Linked DNA regions of Dromaius novaehollandiae: region 2 is linked to region 1. A link is a contact called in public Hi-C data. All regions are on one chromosome and are shown on one strand. The core of a region is the stretch at or near the end of the contact, and the rest is flanking DNA. Distances in the headings are between cores, read along the strand shown. Region 1 overlaps ELK3 (ETS transcription factor ELK3). Region 2 overlaps CFAP54 (cilia and flagella associated protein 54).

What was found. Hi-C and Micro-C count contacts between places; a contact is called where the count stands out from the background.
Region 2: a contact with region 1 is called in a Hi-C map of brain, with 5 times the contacts expected there. The contact joins two enhancer-like sites. A contact is called at or near these places in 2 of 4 Hi-C or Micro-C datasets (brain and liver).

The regions. Positions count from the first base shown.
Region 1 is chr1:47,722,627-47,728,499 of bDroNov1.hap1, forward strand. All of the region lies in intron 1 of ELK3 (ETS transcription factor ELK3), which reads left to right. Among named protein-coding and RNA genes, the nearest start is that of ELK3, 12 kb to the left of the region's middle. Within about 2 kb of position 2,420, at least 1 of the 2 cell types and tissues checked has open chromatin away from gene starts, as enhancers often do.
Region 2 is chr1:47,886,894-47,893,003 of bDroNov1.hap1, forward strand. CFAP54 (cilia and flagella associated protein 54) reads left to right here. Exons shown (of 69, transcript XM_026123229.2): 3 at 4,708-4,854. Among named protein-coding and RNA genes, the nearest start is that of CFAP54, 9.6 kb to the left of the region's middle. Within about 2 kb of position 3,993, at least 1 of the 2 cell types and tissues checked has open chromatin away from gene starts, as enhancers often do.

The DNA of each region.
Region 1 (5,873 bases), core at 1,170-3,669:
AGTAATTGCCACTTGATACATGAGAAATGAACTTCTTAGAGTAGCCTCTGTTCCTGAAGACTGTATCCTCTGCCTTCTTGTGTCTTTATCTGGTTTTTGTTTGAATGCATACTTTCCCTGAATTTACAAAGGGGACTGTCCGAGATTTTGCATAGGACAGTCAAATAATTATGAACTGTGTCCTGTTGATACCGGCAAAAATGTAAGAGAAGCTCATATGGGGAAAAGAAACATATAGAGCTGGCTTTGAAACCAGAAGTCGCTCAGATTGCAGCGCAACGTACTGCCTGCGTGCCCCAGATGTGCACCACATGAGCAGACAGACAGCAGGGCAAGGAGTCTGCATTCATTTTACATCTTCCCCAAGGTGAATGGTTGGGGCCATTAGCGATTTATGTAGTTCTGCTGATGGCCAGCTTTAGAAATAGTTGAGCAGGTTGTTTTTCAAGCCTTTTGCGGGGAGGCAACTAGCCATATTCCCTCCTGCTAAGGGCTTTTACTCCGTTATGATTAAGACTGTTTCTTGAACTGCATCCTTACAGAGAAATCTGAAAATACTCATGTTTTAAGGCTGTGTCATCACACCTCTCCTTGGCAGGCGACCTTTCCTTTGTTGTGTTAATTTGTGGGTTGTGGAACTTTCTTCCTCTGGCCATCTGCCTCAGTCTTTCTTTGATTTATTAAAAAAAAAAAAAATTGAAAACATTGTGTTATCAGATATGCCTGCCGGAAGCACTACAGGACGTGTATGAATGCTTTCTTTGCTGCAGTGTAACTTAACGTCGTCACGTAATATTTCACTGGGTTTGCTGCTGCCTCTTTTGTGGTGCAGCAATTGCAGGAGTCTGTTTATTTTTTTAAATGTGCTGAGGCTAGAACAGCGGGTGTTGTTGCTTGAGAAGGTGGCCCTGTAAATTATCACACTTTATTGTAAACAATCTTGTAATAATAATATAAATTTAAGAGAAGACTATTAAGCAGGAGTGGCAGAGCAGGTGTACCTCGTGTGACTCTGTTAAGTACAACGGTCAGCAAAAACCCTCTGTGTTTCTTTGACACATCCTTAAACCACTTTGGATTTGTGTGGCGGTATTACTGTAGTCCCGAAGGCAAATTGGAACTTCTGTGCTGGGCAGTCTTCAACTTTCTCTAATGTTTCCACTGGGTGGTGCTGCAGGAATTCCTATTTTTTTTTTTAACTTGAATCTGCATTTCCCAGAAAGACGCCTCTAAAATATAATAGGAGGAAGTCCTGATTTAGAAAGTTTTTGCAGTTTCAACACAATAGAAAAACTCTGAGGATGCTCTGGCAGGAAATGTCCCAGTTGCTGGATATGGAAAAATTACTAGCGTTCTGTATCATACACACACAGCAAGTTCCCTAAAGTGCTGTGAATGTGGGTTGCACCATTAGTTTGATTTATTGACATTTAACAGAGAAAGTTCTGCATCAAGTTAAAACACGTATATTTACACACTTCCTTGCGAGTTTATTTTTTCAAAGCCAGTTAAATTAGCAGGACGATCTCCTTTGATGAATATTTGACAAAGTTTCTAAATAAACAAATTGATATTTGTTTTTCCTTCTTTCTGGCAGAATCACTAACTTTTCACCAACCACATCCTATTTATCATCCTTGAAGCATCTCTGTTGAGAAATAAAATGTAAGAACTGACGCAGACTTTTGCCTTGTTCTTTTAAATGTTTCTTAGCAAACATTTAGACATTTTCGGCAGTTCTCTTTAACCTCTCCTGATAAACTCCGTGTTATACAGGACAGTTTTCAGTGGAAAGTATTAAGATTTGCTGATTTCTTTGGTTATTTTAGAAAAGTATCTTTTCTCAATCGTCTCACGTTTGCTTCTGGAATTAAGTACAAAATAAATATGCTTCAATTTTGTTAGAAACAAAAATGTAAAATAGAAAAATTGGCGTGGGGCATCTGTAAGCTGTTAGACTTTCTATATGAACATTCACTTTAGAACTTTGTTAAAAAATACATAGCTAAAGCAGCTAGAGATTGCATTATTCCATATTTTTCTCTGAGTATATTTTGTCTTTGATATTTGTCATTACAGAATTGAATTTTTTGGTAATTTCAAAAAACTTTTTTTAAACTCACGTACCTGTTTGTTTTATAAATACTTTTTGCTTTAGAAATGAGTGCAATTTAATGACATCTCAATTTCCAGTTATGAGAAACTGGTTAAAAAAATTATCTAAATAACATAAGTAATGACAGAATAGCTGTATTCTTTCACACGTTAATGCTGGAGTCACCTCAAGGGTTAAAATGAACCTGAGACACTTAGAAAATAAAACCAGAGCTGCTATTACAAACTGGGACAGATGTAGGAGGCCAGGTTTCCTGTGGCCCATTTTCCAGTTTCCTGGCTGCAACCTGCAGAAATAAAGGAAGCCGCATGCTAACGTGAATGAGACCCTAACAATGCCCAACGTCACGCTGCTCCGAAAAACGTGCTGCTCGCCAGCATTCGCATACAAAGGCAGCAAGTGGACGTACAAAAAATATACACACGTTTTCCAGACCAGTTGAAAAGGAGAATAAGGCGTCTGTTACAGAGAGATGTGCTTGCGAATGCACACGCTTTCCTGTGAGAGAAGTGTAAATGGAGGTGTCTGCCTGCTGTGGTGGGGCAAAAGAAAAGGAGCTGAATCTTTTGCAGCTGCTTTGGCTACAAAAGGAATCAATTGTTTTTTCATATGCTCAGTGAAATTAATTCCCCTGCTCTGACTCTGCTTCTTAATCCTTTTCATGTACACGTCTGATCACTCTGGGATTACCTGTAGTGCATGATGCCGGCTAGTGCACTGCCTTCTGTGTCTTGCTCATTTAATTGATCTCCAGCTGATTTTTTCGGCCCCTGGGCTTCCCCAGTAGCCTCTCCTGCTCCTCCGTGCCTCATCTTCCCTGAGTCCCACGGCTAGGTCATGGCTCGGAGTCCCAGGTGTTCCTCTGCCGTCTTTATAAAGTGTAAAGGGGCTGGTTTTGTTTTTAGTCATTGGAGGGATCCCCACTTTTCACCTTCAAAACTTGTCCAGGGTCAGCAATATTTCTATTTCTTTTATAAGAGCTATGGAGGGCCTATGGAGAAAGAATCCCATTACAAAACTTGGTGTATCTGGGCGAAGCGGGTATTTGCAGGTAGATGCAACAGGGTCATCTGAAAGCTAAAGACCTGTGCCAAGGTCTTGAATGCTGCAGAGCTGCTCTCCAGCTTCCTCCGCCACCTTCTGACTTTTCCCACCCGGGAGCTCTACCAAACTCAGTGCCTGAAAGAGGCTCTATTTATCTCTCTTGCAGTTTGTGTCATAAACCTTTCGGGTAATGAGTGTTTTGTTTAGTTAGTTTTGCCTCTGCACCTCCTGGTTTTCTACTGCCTAGTTTTTAAGATGAGTTGCTTATTTGTTTTATTTTGCCCCACAGGTTAATGACTTATTTTTGTAGCCTTAATGCTGCTTGGCTAACACTTTGTTGTATGGGAAGTCATGTATATTGTCTTCATCAAAAAATGGTAATACAGCCCATCAGCACGTGTATGTCTTAACCATTTCTAGTGCAACTTGCATGATGTTTTCGTAAGACTTGCACCTTTTGCTAAAAGTCAGCCTCCATACTCAGAGGCTGCCAGTCTTTGGCATTTGGGCCTGTAGTCACCTCAGCTCAGTGAGGAACTTGGGCCCCCCTTTACAGGAAAGCCAGGTCTTGGATGGGACAGTTTTGCCTTTGGAAGTGCCTGTCCTTTTCTGCCCTTCTCTTCAGGGAGAACTTGCAGTGCTGACTTTGTCGCTGCTCGAAGTTTAGGCGTTTGAGTTGGGCTGTTAGCCTGGATGAAATGAAGAGGGGCAGTATTATGAGCGCAGGTAATCCAAGTCGCCTCCGTCCTATCTCACTCCTGAACTTAAAGTTTGGTGCATGGAAATCACATTGCATTGTATAGATCACCCAGTTAGGGGCACATCTGAACAAATATGAATTGGTAATGCAAATGATGTGTTAGTGTGGTTAACTGTCACCGTTGCCTGAGAAATGGACTGTCAGAAAGCTCCATCCTGAAATATCCTTTTGACATGTAACACTGTATTTCCAAGTATAATTCTTTCTAGCTATGCCAGTAATTATTTGCATCAAAGGTAGTGAGTGGAATTGATCAGGAAGTAAAATTACTAGGCTATTTAAGTCAAATCAACCTAGCAGATTTGTTTCATGGCTTAGAAAATTTTGTTGTGTGTCAAATGCATTGTATAAATGTTTTAAAAATAGTGTGATTGCAAAGCCACATGTGTTAGACCATGAAAAAATTAATTTTGACTCCTTTGTCTATATCCTTTTGATTAGACTTTCCATGACACAATACATATTTCTTCCATAGGTTGCCTGTCTCATTCTGTACCAAGAATGTATGTTACTACCTAATTAAGTGACTTTTAAAAATTATTTTTCTTTCAATCCTTTTTGACATTTTAGAGAATGGGAATAAGGCACAAAGATTAAAGCCAAGTTTATCAGATTCAGGATACTCCATGTGAGATGCCTGAAGCCTAATTGTTTAGAGCATCTAAGATTCTATCTGACCATATGTGTTGAGCATAAAGCTTCCATTAAAGGTTGTTGAGACCGTCATAGTTTAGCAAATCAGACCTGAAGGCCTACTGTTGGGTGCGTAGAGAAAAAGCATGCAATTAATGATCAGCTGAAAATGTAGTTTGCATGATTTGCCTCAATTAGGAACTATACATCTAGTTGCTATATAACCTATATACCAGGCTTTATACAGGATGGCAGATGGGGCGTTAGGACCTAATGCAGCATTGAGCTTTTTTAATTTCATTGCTGTATGGGCAAGCTTGGGTGATATCCAGTGGAAGACTTACGGACGTACCAATTAAGCACATTGATACTGAATTTTTAGGTGCACAGGTTCTTGTTAAAGCCTGATCAGAGCTATGCCCTTGGAGAGGTGACCACAACTTTCACCCAGAAGAGGGCAAGGCAGGCAGGTGGCGAGGAGCTGCTGACGGCTAATCCCACCACAACCATCTCCCCTGGATCCAGAACCCCAGAGATCATGTACATATCTGAGCTGTTTAAAGAACTGGTCAGGATGAAACACCATTTTCAAAGGCAATAAGCTTTTATATAATAACCAGCTAGAAGTCACCTCCGGTTGCCAGGACAGGACAGACAGCAGCTGAATAGGCACTCCTGTGGCATGGTCTGTTCACACAATCTTGTACTGTTCATGCATTTTGCATTACACGTATTGCTTAGTCACTGTGAGGCCAACGCTTATTAAATAAAATGGAATCCAAAACTGTTTACATTTGGTAAAATGATAATCATCGAAAAACAGGTTCATAACGGAAAGAATAGCGCAAGGTTAGCCGTAGGTGGTTGCTCTGCGAGCGTTCCTGGCCAGAGCTGAATGGGGATGGAGGAGGCTGCAGCACAATACGCTTCATCCTGGGCGCAGTTCCAGCCAACCTCTGTGCAGAGACATGGTCTCTGGTGAGCCAAAGGAGGACATATTTGAGGTTTGGAATGAGGGAACTGCATCTCTGGGGTATTATAATGTTACAGCTAATGTCGTGGGGGTAGAGTTTGTATTGGTGCTTCTGTAAAACCCTCTTCCATCTTTCATTTCTTCAGCTAAAATTCAATAGACCGTGTTTCTAGCCTGGGATCCTATGTGTATTTTAATATAGTTTTGAAATGAGATATTAATAAGTTTATTTTTAATTTTCCAGAGCACAGCATGTTCCATTTGTGATTTCTTATGTAAAAGAGGCCTGTGATGCAAGCTGAAATTACTCAGAATATCCCTATGTATTGTACAGTATGTAGAAACTA
Region 2 (6,110 bases), core at 2,743-5,242, 170 kb after region 1:
TATTTTTACATACTCATCTGTTCCTGGCTACACTTGGAGATGGGATGCTAAGCTAGTAACAACTGGTCTGATTCAATAAGGCTGTTTTTATGTTTCATTCTTAAATGATATTTGTCCTTTGTGTCTGCTGGAAATGAAACGTTAGAGCCTTATCACTCTTTACCTTAGTGATATATGTGTTAGAAGATAGGCCGTAAAGTGTAAGGCTTCTGAGGATCATTAGTAAACACCACTCAGAGGCGGCTCAAAGATGCACAGTGGAAAGCTAAGTGCAAATCATGTTTTTTAGGATTAAAGAAGGGTTTGTGGTTCTGAGTAATGTAACTGTGGAACAGAAATGCTGAAGAATTAAAGAAATTATAGATTAATTCATTAAAAGGTTCAGTACTTGAAAAGTTGCTTGAGAGAATAGTTAAAGATTGTTAAGAATTAGCATAATTTAGATCAAGTTACATCTCCTACGTATGATGCTTCCTGGTTTGAGACATCTCATGTTTGTAATGATCCCTCAGTGGACTTTTCTACTTTTTACAGAATGATATTAGAAGATGTTTATTTGATCAGTAATACGTTTCTAGCTTATAACTCTGGCTGTTCAGTGTGTCTGTGTTAAGAGATAATCAAATATATATCTTAACCGTGTCCTTCAATTTTTCTGGCCCATTTCAGGCACATATTCTTGATACCACTTTTCTTAATATATGAGTGTGATAGAAAGATAAGATTCATAGCACCAAAGTTAGAGGAAGCCTGTGATTTATTTGTAGAATATGCCCATGCTTTTGGAAAGGTTTCTGTAACTTCTGCTTCATTATTTAAGATAACAGGAAGAAAAAGTAAGGTTAAACCAGGCTAGTATTTCATTTAGGAAGGCAGTATTAAATTTTAGTGGAGGTGCAAGTGTGATTTCATTTGCTTTCTGTTTGGTGTTAAACTTACTATTAACGAATGTCATCTTGATTTAGTTCGGTTCTTTGTGTTGTTTCAGTCTGTATGATGAGCATCTGAGATTGTGTCTTGCTACAAAGCTACCCTCACTGGTTGAATAAATACACTTTGTGAGATCCTATATAATTCCTGTACACTCTTTTAGATTAAACGTTGTTACAGCAATATTTAGGAAAGATATTGAGATTTGTGTTGCTGTTCAAGAAACGTTATGTTTCTTGCCCCTCCCTCCTCAAAAAGAAAAGCAGATAACTGACGTTGTGTACTTTTTAAATCGTAAATAATTTTTAAGAACACTCTATTACTTGTGCATTAGGAAAGTAGTTTAATGTCTGTTGTCACTCGTAGCCTTGGTGTTTTGTGACTCAGTAATGGAAATGCTTTGAAAGCAGTGATACTCTCTTGTTGTTGATAGATGTAGGGAACCTATCCTCTCTTACCTTTTTTCATTCTCCTCAACATTTGACAGTATTAGGTTCTCCCTTTTTACCTAGAGAAGTAGCAGACATAACTGGAAATGTATCAAAGTCGCTTGAGGAGACATCTTTTGGAGGAACACATCCAGTGAAACAGTACTTCAACTATTATATTCTTTGCTTGTGTAATCTAGCAAGGATAAATGCTATTCTGTAATTCTGTCCTATATGTGTGGCTACTAGGTGAACTGTTCAGCAAACCTGGACAAAGGTTATCATGCAGATGTTACTAAGTCTTATATATCCTTCATTGCATTTGCCCATAACACTTTCACAAAAGTGGCCTGCCTCCTGATTAAAGAACAGCAAGCTGAAGCTGAACTTTAGCAAGACTCAAATAATTACTGGTAGGTTGCAGAAGGTATTTAGAAAAGTCCTTAAAACTAATGCTCTCTTACTTGAAGGTATAGGCTCATGGTATAGCAGTTTAGGAATCTTCCCAGAAATTCTCATGGAAGCTCTCAAATAAAGCATTTGTTAATAGCCCTTTCATTGCCTAAACAATTCCATTCATGTTTTCTTCAGGCTCCTGTTTTCCTCAAGTTTTCATACCTTCTGGGCTGTAGAAATGTCTTTTCATATTAAATGAAGCTTTCCTTGCTTGGGAACTGTGGTCTCACAACATGCTCAGTAAGAAGTTATTTCAAACATACCAAACCGTGGCCTCTGTACTTTACATGGGCTTCCCATAGGATAACTAAAATGTCGTAATTTGGTCCTTATTTTCAAGGTGCTTAATGACATGGCCCTGGAGTGGCTAAAAATAACCTAGAATTCTCAGTAAAGAGTTCTACTTACAACTTGGATCCTCTGGTGTAATGTGGTTTTCTACAGTAAGGGTAAAGTCATCTATGTTGTAGAAGAAGTTGTCTTAGTGGCCGGTGTAAAACTTTGAAATGAACTCTCTTCGGAACTACGGAACTCCCATTTTTAGTGCATGTCCTTGAGTTTCCAAATTTAGTTTTCATCATATCCATTTCTCTTCCTGGAGAAAATACAGAGAGAAAAAACATGTAATAGATGCAAGAGTTTAATGCATCACTGAAAAGGTGAATGTGGAGTAACACCAAGTTCTGTGATAGGCAGGGTGGAGCCTGTGGCATAAATACAACTTTTCTTTGGTCCCGCTGGACTCTATTTGAAAACTGCTGGTGATTATGTTAAGTTTTAATCCTCCTTTATTGTATATAATACTTAAAGATGCATCGTCTGTAGAAGAAAAAATACTGAATATGGATAGTCAACAGGTAAGCACCACATTCCCCTCTACGTCATTAGTTCCTGTCCTTCTGCTATTCCTTTTTTAATGTCTTTTCACTTTAGATTCCTTTCTATTATACATCTGCTATTTATCATTTAGAGCACACCTCAATTCATTATGTCATATATCTGGAAATCAGTTAGCAGCCCATTAGTCATCATACTGATCGGCACTGACTCATTTTGTTTCCTTCCTCTCTGCTTGTATCTGCCTGTTATCTCTGGTCTCATACATATATATTTTAAACTGTTTGGGCATGGGATCAATCTTTTGTTATATATTAGTAACTAGCTTAATGGGATTCTGATCCACGGTTTAGGATTCTAGAGTTACCACAGTCTATGTATTAGATTATACAAGTGACCAACTGCCCGTACATGTCCATGGGAAGTGAAGGTTTCTGGTTGCTCCTTTTACACAGCAGAGAAGGTAGGATCCCTTAAGTAATCTGGATCATGTGAGTTAGACTCTTCAGATGATTAAAAATTCAGGGTAAATGTCACCGTGGTGGTTGGAATTTATACTGAAAACAGTGTATGCAGGGAAATACTTCTGAATTTTCCATGATTAAATATTAAAGTACCATTTTTACAAATATAAATTAGTTGCTTTTAATTTTCTTTGCCCAGAATTTATCATGACTGCTTGGTGTGCATGTGTGTGTGCTAGTAACAACTACTAATAATGTTGAGCTATTAATCACACTGAATTCTAATAGTAATGCTATACATTGTCTTTACTACAACTTAGAAAAGAAATTAGTATATGCAGAGTTGCCAAAAAGACTTTTGGTTGTCAGGCAGAACAGGTTTTCCTGTGTTTATCATATGACCCTTTCATCGTGTGAAACAGCAGATCAGTTCCCAATCAACTGAGTTTTTACTTGTTTCCCTTACAGAGTCAGTTCCGTCTAAGCCCCTCACAAAATTCAATGAAAAATTTTCTCTCTTTCTTTCTTGTGCGTAGCTTTACGTAGTACTCACAGGGCGCTTTCAACTTTCTATGAAAAGGTAGATTGTGTGAAGCATACATGGGAGGGAAATAAGTTCTTTTAAGCAAAGACTAAAGTAATCTACAAGTTAAAGAAAACAAAAAATGCTCCGAGGCTGCATGGGGATGACTGCAGTACAATCTACACATCCCTCTTCCTGTGAGGGAAGGGAAAACAAAACCTTAAAGATACCTACATAAAGCCATGCTGTTTGAATTACCCTGCAGCATAGTTTCCCACAAGTGAAGTTGGTAGAGAAACCTCTAAACAATCTTTGCTGCAGGAAGTGGTGGAGGTGATTCAGTAAGTGGCACTTCGACATCTGAGTCAGCGCTGAACCATAGTCTCGATATGATGTCAGGAAGGACCCGCATGCTGCCGGGGGCTGTATTGTGAATGAGACATAAAGCTCAACATCCTGTTTGTTAACAATTCTTAAAGACCCGGGGCAATTTCCAGCCTATTAATGCTGGCTTTTTGGCTATATGTAAATTCCAGTTGCTGTCATTTGTTTCACTCATTTTTATTACATCTGGTTCTAAAGTGTTTGATTTTCTGATATCTTAAGCTGTTCTGTCTTTCTGCCTAAAAGAAGGGCATTGACATCAGGGAAACAAGGGGGAGAGAAGTGATGATATCGGTATATAGTTAATAAAGTTCTGCATTATGTAGTATTTTTCTCAGAAGTGTCATATCTTTATGTTCCAAAGCTGCAGGACATTCCAGGAACCCTTTGAGTTTATTACATTAACCTGGGATCGTACTTTATGATTGTTCTCTAATATGTCAGATTTATGATTAAAATAAACAGAAACTCCCAGGTCACAAGCTCTTCTTTTAAGTACTCTAACCTTTCAAAAGGTGTGAGGGTTAGCATTAGAAATTATATTGCTGAATGTTTGTATGACACTTCAGTGTTTTATTTCCACTGCTCTTTCACACCGATACTTTTTCCATAAGCATAACAATATTCTATAGAAATAGAAATGTAATATGCAAACTATAAAAATAACATATTCTTCATTCTTCAGGAGTATAAATTGGCACTTTTACAGTGCTATGGAAGATACCTTCAGCAGTTCGTTTCTGTAAACCTCGATGAAATCATCGATGATGTGAATCAATTTAAATCCACCTTTTTCCCAAATGGTTTCAGAGATAAAAATGCAGCACTTATGGTAGGTTCAAATAATTTTTTTGGTCATTTGCAGTTTTTTGGCCACATTTGCAGTTTCAAAACAAGTAGCCTTTATCTTCCACAAATGTACTTCATATTGTTATATTAATTACATATTAACACTTACTAATCTTTAATAGTTTGTCTATGCAGATTACACTGAGATTTAACAGTCATGGATGATTTGAACATCCAGAGTTGGAATGCTTTGAAATAGAGATGGCACAGAGGATATAAATGCTTATGCTTCTGTGGCATAAGCCAACCACTAGTGACTTAATGTTAAAAAGGCAGTTCGCTGTGAACAGGCTGTTCCCTAAATGCCTCCAGCAATTTTTCCTCTGAAATAGTTGCTATTAACCACTGTCAGAATCCAGATATGGGCTAACGTTGATAAGTGTAATTGTTGTAGAAATTTTTATAGAGTGTGATCTGAAAATTAGGCAAAGCACAAGTGAGTTAAAACATTGTACTGTAATTTGTACCATAGATGCGCAAAAATGTAAAAAAAGTTCACGACATAGTAACAAGCTGCGTTGCATTACTGTCAGTAGATCATTTGCTTAATATGAAAATAAAAAAGAGACAGAATGATGAATAGACTTGTAAGTGCTCTAAGTTCTTGGATAGCTGAGTGCCCTCAAGAGGATGTCAGCATCCTTTTGTGTTAATTGCTTATAAAGATAAGAGCTTGCAATTTATCGTTTGTTGTTCATGGAAGAAAGTATTTTAGTAGGTATAGGGGGAGATACTAAAAATATACTGGATTTTATCCTAAGCAGTGCTTTGCTGAGAAGCTCTATTTCAGTGCATAGTGGATACTCTGAAGTAATGTAGGGTATTCTGTGAAATAGAATGACAGAGGGAAACCATAGGCATCTCCTGTATACTGAGCTAATCAAGATCATATTCCTCTAGTCAGACTTAGATTGTAAATAGATGTTTAGGGAGGTGAAAGAAAGAGAAAGCTACTTAAAAACTAAGAGAAGCAGATGTGATGAATGAAGAGATGTTCTGTTTTTATTTTTTATTTTATTTTTTAATTATAGTTGAGCTTCTTAGAAAATGTTCAAATGCTATGTTAATCCTTTCTTTTCATTTTACAAAACCCTTTGTAAATAAGTTTGAAGTTCTGTAGATGGTTTATTCTGTTTTCTATCCTTCTGCATAGACCTTGAAGCAATCATACTGCCAGATGTTATCATGACTCTATACTAAAATGTCTGTTCTATAGCTTGGCCTTTAGACACTGACATA